2 separate regions of the Anas platyrhynchos genome follow, and region 2 is linked to region 1. A link is a contact called in public Hi-C data. All regions are on one chromosome and are shown on one strand. Each heading gives the region's core, a stretch centred on a gene start, on an enhancer-like site or on the middle of the called end of the contact. The rest is flanking DNA. Distances are from core to core; before and after follow the strand shown.

What was found. A called contact is a pair of places that touch in the nucleus more often than the background predicts.
Region 2: a Hi-C map of subcutaneous adipose tissue shows a contact between it and region 1, with 1.5 times the contacts expected there. The contact joins the enhancer-like site here to the promoter of BTBD2 in region 1. A contact is called at or near these places in 2 of 8 Hi-C or Micro-C datasets (liver and subcutaneous adipose tissue).

What each region holds. Positions count from the first base shown.
Region 1 is chr29:4,960,308-4,964,583 of IASCAAS_PekinDuck_T2T, reverse strand. BTBD2 (BTB domain containing 2) reads left to right here and starts at 2,521. Exons shown (of 8, transcript XM_072029281.1): 1 at 2,521-3,206. The coding sequence starts at 2,536. LOC113845598 (a long non-coding RNA gene) reads right to left here and starts at 3,009. Exons shown (of 2, transcript XR_003501314.3): 1 at 2,898-3,009; 2 at 1-1,930.
Region 2 is chr29:5,120,372-5,125,105 of IASCAAS_PekinDuck_T2T, reverse strand. It overlaps DOT1L (DOT1 like histone lysine methyltransferase), which reads right to left. Exons shown (of 28, transcript XM_072029233.1): 28 at 1,780-4,734. Among named protein-coding and RNA genes, the nearest start is that of SF3A2, 14 kb to the left of the region's middle. Within about 2 kb of position 1,900, at least 4 of the 8 cell types and tissues checked have an H3K27ac peak or open chromatin away from gene starts, as enhancers often do. A contact at or near this core is called in subcutaneous adipose tissue, where this site is marked.

The DNA.
Region 1 (4,276 bases), core at 1,272-3,771:
AAAACCGACGCGGTGTTTTTGAAAGAGTCTGTATGCAATGCTCAGTTATCAGTAATACTAGAAATATTTCACAAGAAAAAGCAACGTCCCTCTAAAGTTTCCTACGCATTCCTGCATGCACAGATTAGATGCCAGAAGGGACAATTATGACACCCAGCTCTGAACCCCAGCATAGCTGTGGTTAGGGGAGATTCCCCATTTAGTGTAACACAGCTTTAAAAAAAATGCAGCACAAGCCCGCTGGTAGGTTATGCAGCAGAAATAGGTATTCGATAATGTGATACAGAACCAGGTCGGAAGCTCTCAGTCCCAACTAGTGATGTAACAATACCGCAGTGATGTGCCGTGGCACTGGCCACAGAGATTAATCTGGGAGGTCCCTCAGCTATACAAGGGTCTCAAAGCTTTGAAGCAATGCAATGAGCATGTCTTTGTGCAGTAACAAAAATGGTATGGCAAAGGCACGCAAAACAGAAGGGGAAGACAGCACACTGCCTTCCCAAGCATGTTGAATCAAGGACCATGCATTTGCTCTGACATGCACACACACCTCGAGGCACTGAAGGGTTGCATAAAGGCTCCCAAAGGGAGCACAAGTCTACCCAAAGGCTTCCGTTGGGAGAACTTTTTGATGGGAGAAAGTGGTGCCATGCATGTTTTTTAGGGTCCTAATTAGGGTTGGGCTCAGCGTTCTGGTTAGGGTTGTGCGGAAAGAGAGAAGGTGCAGAGACGTGTTGTGTGTGGGGTTGCATAAAGGATCTCAAAGAGAGTTCAGGTGTACCCAAAAGCTTCTGTTGGGAGCACTTTTTGATGGGAGAAACTGGTAACGTATGTGTCATAATTGGTGTTAGACCACTAGATACCTGGATGTGTACTTTGCCTCGAGTGTTCAACAGCGGGCTTGTAGGACACCCTAGAGGCTTCTAGATCTTAGGCAGAGTCTTTATTTTGCCTCTTGGATTCAAGAAGTTGCTCCTAGGGCATCCTACAGTGGCCTGGGAGACCTCTAGGGCAACCTAGAGGAAACTGGAGGTCACTGAGAAGTTTTACTTGGGAGCTAGAGGGCACTGAGTGACCCAGGTAGAACTACACCGCATCTAGAGTGCAGGGGAGGACCACAGGAGGCCTCCGATGTGCCTGAGAGTGCCCTAGAGTCCTGCGAGGCTTCTGGGGGCCTCTAGATTCCCGTAAGAGTGCTTATTATGCCTCTAGGGTGCAAGAGGGGGCTCACAGGGCATCCAGCCTCACAGTGACCCCTTTTTCCTCTAGGATGCCTTCCAGGGCATTCTACAGTGTCCTATGAGCCTGCTGTTGCCCCTTAGTGGGTCAGCAGCAGGCCTAGAGCAGTTCAGGGTGCCATACGAGACATCTCTTGCACCCTAGAGGCAAAATAAGACTCTTTCTGGAATATAGTGGCTTCTGAAGGCCTCGCAGGGCTCTCTAGTGCACCCCGAAGCACACTGGAGGCCTCCTGTGGTCCTCCGCTGCCCTCTAGGTCCCCCACAGGTCTATCAGGGCCACCAAGTGCCCTCTAGCTCCCCCGGAAAGCCTCCCAGTGACCTCCAATTTCCTCTAGGATGCCCTAGAGGCCTTCCAGGGCACTCTAGGATGCAGTGAGCTGCCTCTTGAACCCCAGATGCAAAATAAGGACCCTTCCTGGCCAGGAAGGTGCCAGCCATCGTGCTTTTGGCCTCTGCCTGGCATGGAAAGGCAGCTCTGACCCTGCGGGATCAGGATTGCCGTGGTGTCACAGCAGTCGCACACCAAGACACGAGGGACCAGGCGGTGGGATCGGTCGCAGAGAAGCTGCTTGTCCAAGCAGGACAATGCCTGCAGTGCTGGGGGAGCAGCCATGGTGCCAGCAGTGGCCCTGTTCCTCCGGGCTGATTATCCTGGGTTTATCAGCGGTGTCCTCGGGATGTGGGGAGCCCTGGTAGAAAGAGCACGGAGATGGCCCCCCAGCCCTCTCTGTACCCCCTCTGTGCAGCCCCTCACTGCACCTGACTTCCCCTGCCGCGTATCCCAAACCCCCCCTCGCCCCCAGGGCCTCTTCCTTCAGCCCCACACCCTTCTTTTCCATGAACTGCCCCCTCGTGGGGCTGCCCCCATTCCTCATCCCCTGCTGGAGACCGCCCAGCCCTTCACACACCCAGAAATCCCCCCGGGGGGATCACACCCCTCAGAACCGCTCCCTCACTCCAGAACCACCCCCTGGCCCCTCAGAACTGCCCCCCGCTCTAGAAATGCCCCATGACCCCTCAGAGCTGCCCCCTACCCCTCAGAACTGCCCCCCCGCTCCAGATCTGCCTTCTGACCCCTCAGAACCCCCCCTCACCCCCTCAGCACTACCCCCTCCCCCCAGCACTGCCCCCGGCCCCCTCACACCTCCCCTCCCACCCCTCAGCGCCAGCCCCCTCCCGGGCCCCTCCCCTCCCTTCCCCTCCCCTCCCCTCCTCTCCCCGCCCCACGCCGCCGCCTCCGCTCCCCCCCCCGCACCCCCGGTGGCCCGGCCGGCGGCGGCGCCGTGCCCCATCCATGCGCCGCTGCTGCCCGGCTCTCTGCATCAGCAGCAGCAGCCGCGGCACCCCCGGCCCCACCGCCACCGCCGCCCCCTCCCGCCCCCCTCCCGCCACCGCCGCCGCCATCACCATCGCCGCCCCCCTCCCGCCCGCCGCCGTGTCCCGCCCGCCGCTGCTGGTGCTGGTGCTGCTGCAGCGCCGCCCCGCGCCGCCCGCTGCTGCGCCTCCGCCGCACAAAATGGCGGCCGGTGGGAGCGGCGGGGGCCCCGGGGGCCTCTCCTCCTCCTGCCCGCAGCCGCCGCCGCCGCCGCCGGGCAACGGCGCCGCCGCCGCCGCTTGCACCAACGGCGCCCCCCCGGCGTCGCCGCCCGGCCTCACCTACAACCAGTGCGGCGCCGCCAACCCGGCGGCGGGCGGCGGAGGCGGCGCGGGGGGCCCGGCGGTGGCGGCGGCGGCGGCTCCGGTGGCTGCGGCCGCGGCGGCGGCGGCTGCGGTGGGGGGAGCCGGGGGAGCCGGGGGGGCGGGCGGCCCCGGCGGGGCGCTGCAGCGGGAGCCGGTGTACAACTGGCAGGCGACCAAGCCGACGGTGCAGGAGCGCTTCGCCTTCCTCTTCAACAACGAGGTGCTGAGCGACGTCCACTTCCTGGTGGGGAAGGGCCGCGGCTCGCAGCGCATCCCCGCACACAGGTGGGGGGGCAGCGCCGGGGGGCCCGGCCGTGGGGGGGGGGGGGGGGAGGGAGGGATGTGTGCCCCGGGGAGGGGGGCGCGTAGCCACAGAGGGTGCCCCAGGTGTCCCAGCAGGGTTTTTGGGGAAGGGATAATAGGTTCTGGAGGGGACCCAGGTGACCCAGAGGGGTTTGGGGGACACAGGCAGGCCATTTGGGGGACCCAGGTGACCCAGTAGGGTTGGTTTTTTTTTTGGGGGGGGGGTAGTAAGCCCTGGAGGGGGACCCAGGTGTTCCCGAAGCATATTGGGGGGTATAATATAAAATGGGGGGGAGGAAGGTGACAGAGCAGGGTTAGGGGGTGGGTAATAGGCTCTGGAGGGGACCCAGGTGACCCAGCAGGGTTTGCTGGGGGGATGGGACACGAAACGACACAGGTAGGCCCTGGAGGGGGCCCGGGTGACCTAGAAGGGTTTTGGGGGAGGGTAATAGGCTCTGGAGGGGGACACCCAGGCCCCACGAGGCCCGGCCAGGCCGTGGGTTTTGGGGTGGGGGCTTCCTCTGAGCTGCAGCCTGTGCTGGGGGCCCTAGGGGGCTGCTCAGGGATCGTGGGCCCTGCTGGGGGGCGGGTTGGGGTTGCTGTGGAGCATCCGGGGCACCTTTTGGGGAGCGATGTGTCTTGAGGGGGGTTTACAGGGATCCTCTTTCTGGAAAGCAAATACGGGGTCGGGTAACCGCTCCCCATGTTTGTCTTGTTGGAGCTGCGAGCTCAGGGACGTGTTCTCCGGGGTGCTGCGGTGGCCAGGCCTGGCTCCGCGCCGCTGCAGCCCCCAGCACCAGCCCCCAGACGGAGCTGGCATCGCCAGGCCTGTGGTGTGCCAGATCCCACCCGTGGGCCCTGTGCGCTGGTCCTTCACGTGTTCCTGGCTGCATGGCCATGCGTGGAGGTGACTGCTCCTCAGCTGGGCTGGTCGGTGTTGCATCAAACCTCTGTGAACCTTCAGATTGATTTAGTGTTCCTTCCTACGCTTGCCACATCAGAGGACAGGGTCTGGTGTCCGGCTGTGTTTTCCCCTGAAGGGTAGGTGGGAC
Region 2 (4,734 bases), core at 651-3,150, 160 kb before region 1:
CAGCAACTCCACATCCCACAAAACAAACAACACGTGGATGAAGCTACGCCTGTCCAGGGGTGGATGCCAGCCCCACATCCACTGACGCTCTCCCTGCCCTGTTGTCACACAAGGGCACTCTTCCAAGTAGGAATTTAACGTGTTGGGGAGCAGATGCTGCCTTCTAAATACACAATCCCAGAAGAATCAAACCACTCAGGCCCCCAGAGGCAGCCCCACGGCCCTGCCATGGCCTCGTTACTCTGGAGTACGAGACCTCCCCAAAGGGGGAAGCCCAGACCCCAGGTTCCTCTGCAGGAAGGGTGCCAGGAAAGGTTGGGACGAGACGGGCCCTGACCCCCACCAGGAGCAAAGCCACCGTTGAGCACAGCAGCATCTCACAAACGCTGGTGCAACCCCGCTGCTTCTGGTTTTTATCAGCACTGCAGTTAACAGCCGGTGAGGCAGATCTGGCTCCCACCCAGCTCGCTCCCCTCCCATTTGCTTTCTGCAGCAAAGCAACCACCCCACAGGCCTCTGGTCAGATGTCTGCAGTTACAGCAGCAAACACCCCCCTGAAGGAGAAGCTTGCCCCCCAGCAGGGCAAACGCAGGCTGAGCACAGGCCCAGCCATGCGGCCACCCCACGCAGCCCCAAAACAACGCTCCAGTTTGAAGCATTTGAGCCAGAGATGCAAGGGAAGAGCCTGAACGCCATCTGTGCAGCAGATTTCAAATGAAAGTCACTTGCTCAAGCTTGATTAGGGAATAATAACAAAGAAGAAAAGCTACTCAATACTTTGAGTTGGGTGACGTTCGGGCCAAGCAGTGACAAGTCCTGGGGGTCTGCAACCTCCCGATTCACAGCAGCGCCTCACCGAGACCCTCACAAGCAGGCACCGCAAGCTGCCCGCAGCACTTCAGGACCCGGAGCTGCGATCGCAGACCTCACACACTCACCTTCCTCCCCACCACGCCTGCCCCCCTCCAGCCACAGGCAGGACCCAGGCCAAGCCCATGCTCAGAGCTCATCCAAGCCCAGCCAACAGTGGCGAGCACAAACTGCGTGCGCTACAAGGCAAGACAGCTCTGGCCACTAGGAAGAAGGATACGAGATGGAAGCACAAGAGATTTCTGAGTTTGTCTGGCCAAGGAGCCCTGAGTTCCTGCTATCAAAGAAACCAGCTGGAGACACTGCTCTAACATCTGCCTCCGAGTGTAATGAGCATCGAGGACACGATGTGCTCCCTGGTGTTGGCAGCTTCCCCTAAAAGCACGTTTCCCTTCACCTCTCTCCCACTGCATTTGCAACCTGAACTAAGAGGAGCTAAATCCCATCAGTTTGACCAGACCGATCCACACCCTGCTAACGGGAATGGCCCTGTCTGCACCCAAACAAGAGGCGATGCAGGGACAGCTCAACTCCCCCGTGATCCTGCCCACAAGCTTGGTTCCAGCAACCCAAGGCTCCACATCCTCCAGCAATGTTTTCCCACCTTTTCCCTCAGCTACAGGAAAAGCTGAGAAATCTGACAGCAGGTGCCTCACACACCCCTGGCTAATGGAAGAATTGTTGCTCAGTGACTAAACGTGCAGCAAAGACTTGAGTTTAGGTTTAATGCTCTTGGAGCCCCCCCAGCCTCACAGCACGGTGGGTCTCAGTGGGCTGGAACCAGCAAGTAGGAGCCAGAGGTAACAAATCACTGTAGGAAGAACACGTGAGGGTTGTTCTCCAAGCCTGACATTTAGCAGTGGGGCACATATTTCGCTCAGCACAAAGCTCAGGATATTTTTTTATATATTTTATTTTTTTTTGGCAACATTATGTGCTGTGAGATGTATTTTGACTTCCTGATTGAGTCCCTCACTGGCAGCAGCGGTGTGGAGGAGAAGGAACATTTGTGACAGCCATAAAACGGCTGGACCTGGGCAGGAAGTGGTAACACAGAAGGAATTCCTTTCTGGAACTGGCTGCTTGGCTTTGATGACTCAGAAGTATATCCAATTATTGAAAACAGGTTTCAAGTCTCTGGCACAGCACTCACACATCAGGGTCACAAGGGTCTCATTCTCTTAGCCATATGGATCAGATCCCAACATCTCAAAGAGCTATTCCTCCAGCAGTCCTGCAAGCAGGTAAATGCTCTCCCCATTTTGTAGACAGAAGAGAAACAATTTGAACTTGCTCAAGGTTATGGCCAAGCAGCAAGAGATCAGGGAGTGGAGAAGACAACAAATCCCATAGCAACCTCTGTGACTTCTCCCAAATAAAGCAGCATCAAGGCATCAGCCCAAAACCTCCATTGTCTCGCACTTCTCCAAACACGCTGTAGCTTATCCAACACTCTCCTGGAAGCACACCCTAGCAAGGATTATGATGAAGACTTAGACCAGACTGGGACACGAGGGAAACTCACTACAGCCATGCAGCACATGATGAGGTGATGGTGCCAGCGGCACCAGGCACGGGTGGAAGATGCTGGCAAAGTCAGGGCAGCTCTGAGCTCCTGCAGCACGGGCTGCTGAGATGGAAGTGCCAGGTCACGGAGAAAGCCAGCACCAAGGCGACCCAGAGGCAGAAGGCCTGGCCTCCACAGGCCCCTGGAGGCTGCAGCGGATGCTCGGCCATCCAGCCTTTGTGCCTGGGTCTGTGCATGGTGGGCTGTGCCCCTCTGGTTTCATCCTTCCCAGGTGATGGGAGTGAGCAGGCTCACGCTGCTGATTTCCAATGAGTGCTTGCGAGCAAGCCCAGCCACAGAGCACAGCGGGCCATCTAGAGCCAGAGCACCCAGCACATCTAACACAGACCAAAGGGCAACCCACTATGGGGAGCAACACTGATGGAAAGGGGGATTTCGCTTTTCCCCAACATGCACAGGAAAGCGGATGACAAACTCTGCTCTTAGCCTTTGCTCTGTTTGCTCCCAGGCACTAATTTCTGAAACACTGAATGCAAAGCACATCATTCCTGCAGCAAGCACCTGGCCAACCCTCTTCAGCTGCAGGAGAGTGTCAGGAGCCAGCTGGGCGACGCGTGCACCAAGCAGCTGTCCAGGGTTAGGAAGCACACCAGGTGGGCAGACCACCATGAGCCAGCTCCTCCTCCAAGCAGGCATCTCTGCCAGCATCCTGCGAGCATCTCAGGTATGAACTGATGTGAAGCCTCCCTGTACAGAATGAGTTCTCTTGCTGGATGTCTTCGCTGGATTGAGATGAAAGGATAAGGGGAGGGATAAGAGGTCTAAGGAACACCGGGTTGGTCCATTTTTGGAAAAGGATCTGACAAAAAGCAGATGGGTTTAAAGCTTCTTCTTGTATTTCCTCATCTCTCACATCTGGGATAAAAATGGAGGGGGGGGTAATTGAGGCTCCTGCCCCTCCAGCAGTTGCTCATGCACAACCCACCTTCCAAGACCGGAGCACCTTGCTATTTGCTGGGAGGATGCTAAGGCAGCTCTGCAGCTTTCAATTAGCCAAGGATCTGGATGAAGCTAGAGCTGCCAAACTCCCAGCTGCAAAACATCTGGGTTACACTGTCTTCCTGGATTCCAGGACTTTAACTCTATACAGCTTCTACTAGAAGCTACTGGATGTTTCTCAGCCATCACCTTCTGAGCTTTCTTGCCCTTTTCCAGGTTCTCATCTTGCAGCTAATAACACAGCAGGGCGCACCACTGTCAAGTCCTCTTCCACATGCAAAGCAGAAAACAGTTCCAAAACGCCCCTCATTTCCAGGGCTACCGATCCCTTCCCTTTCCAATGAGTAAGGCAACAAAATCAGCTCAATAGTTTCTGTGCACAAAGGCTGCCTAGGGAAGACACACATAAGAAACAACAAAAGAACCACGCTTGAACTAAATCTCTACTAAGATTGCCAGGGATGAGGTACAGAGAAAAGGGTCTAACTGAAATTTGCAGAGGGCAGGAGCTGCTCTATCACCTCTTCCCACTGCTCCCTTGAGCATGGCCAGCACGGCATTCACAGATCAGACAGCAGGAGAGCATGCAAGGGCCGAGCTACCTCACCTCCTTCACATGCAGAGGCACAAGTTGGAAGGCAATGCACCCAGCCCAGCTTTTTGTGACCCCAGGACCCTCCATCAGCTGCCTGCTGAGGCAGGCTCAAGTCTAAGGCAAATGCCCAATTGCTGGAGGCTGGAGACTCATTAAGGAGCACCAGGGACCTAGAAGGGATTTAAGGGTAGCAAATGCCTTTCAGGCAGAGCGATCAATGCTGCCCCCAGAGCACCTGGGCAGGTGTTTCCCAATGCCTAAACAAGTTTTTCTTCTAGTCATTTTGCTGTTGCAATTCCCCTTCTGTTACTGTAGTTTCCTTTATTGGTGCTTGGTCCAGTCTGAACTACAGACCAGGGTGATGTCTATATAATGGATTGTATTTCTCCTCATTTTGTGCACTTGAATAAATAAGTTTTTACAAGTTCACTGTGCACTGTACAGTCTAAAAATAAATGAAATAAAGTATATGAAATTTATAAATTTTCATCACATCTCTATAAAATACAGCCGCTGCTCAGAGCGGCACTTTCTGTACACAGAACACCAAGTCACAATACAATTAAATGCACCAGTTTGATAGTGTGGCAGCACGGTAAGCTAGATTGTGGTGTTTTTGTGAACTACCATTTAGATCTACTTAAAGCAAAGATATACAAAAGCAAAATGCACTTAGTCAGTAAATGTACACATCTAAGCCATTTCTGAATCAAGTATCAAAACTCTACTAACAAAATACATT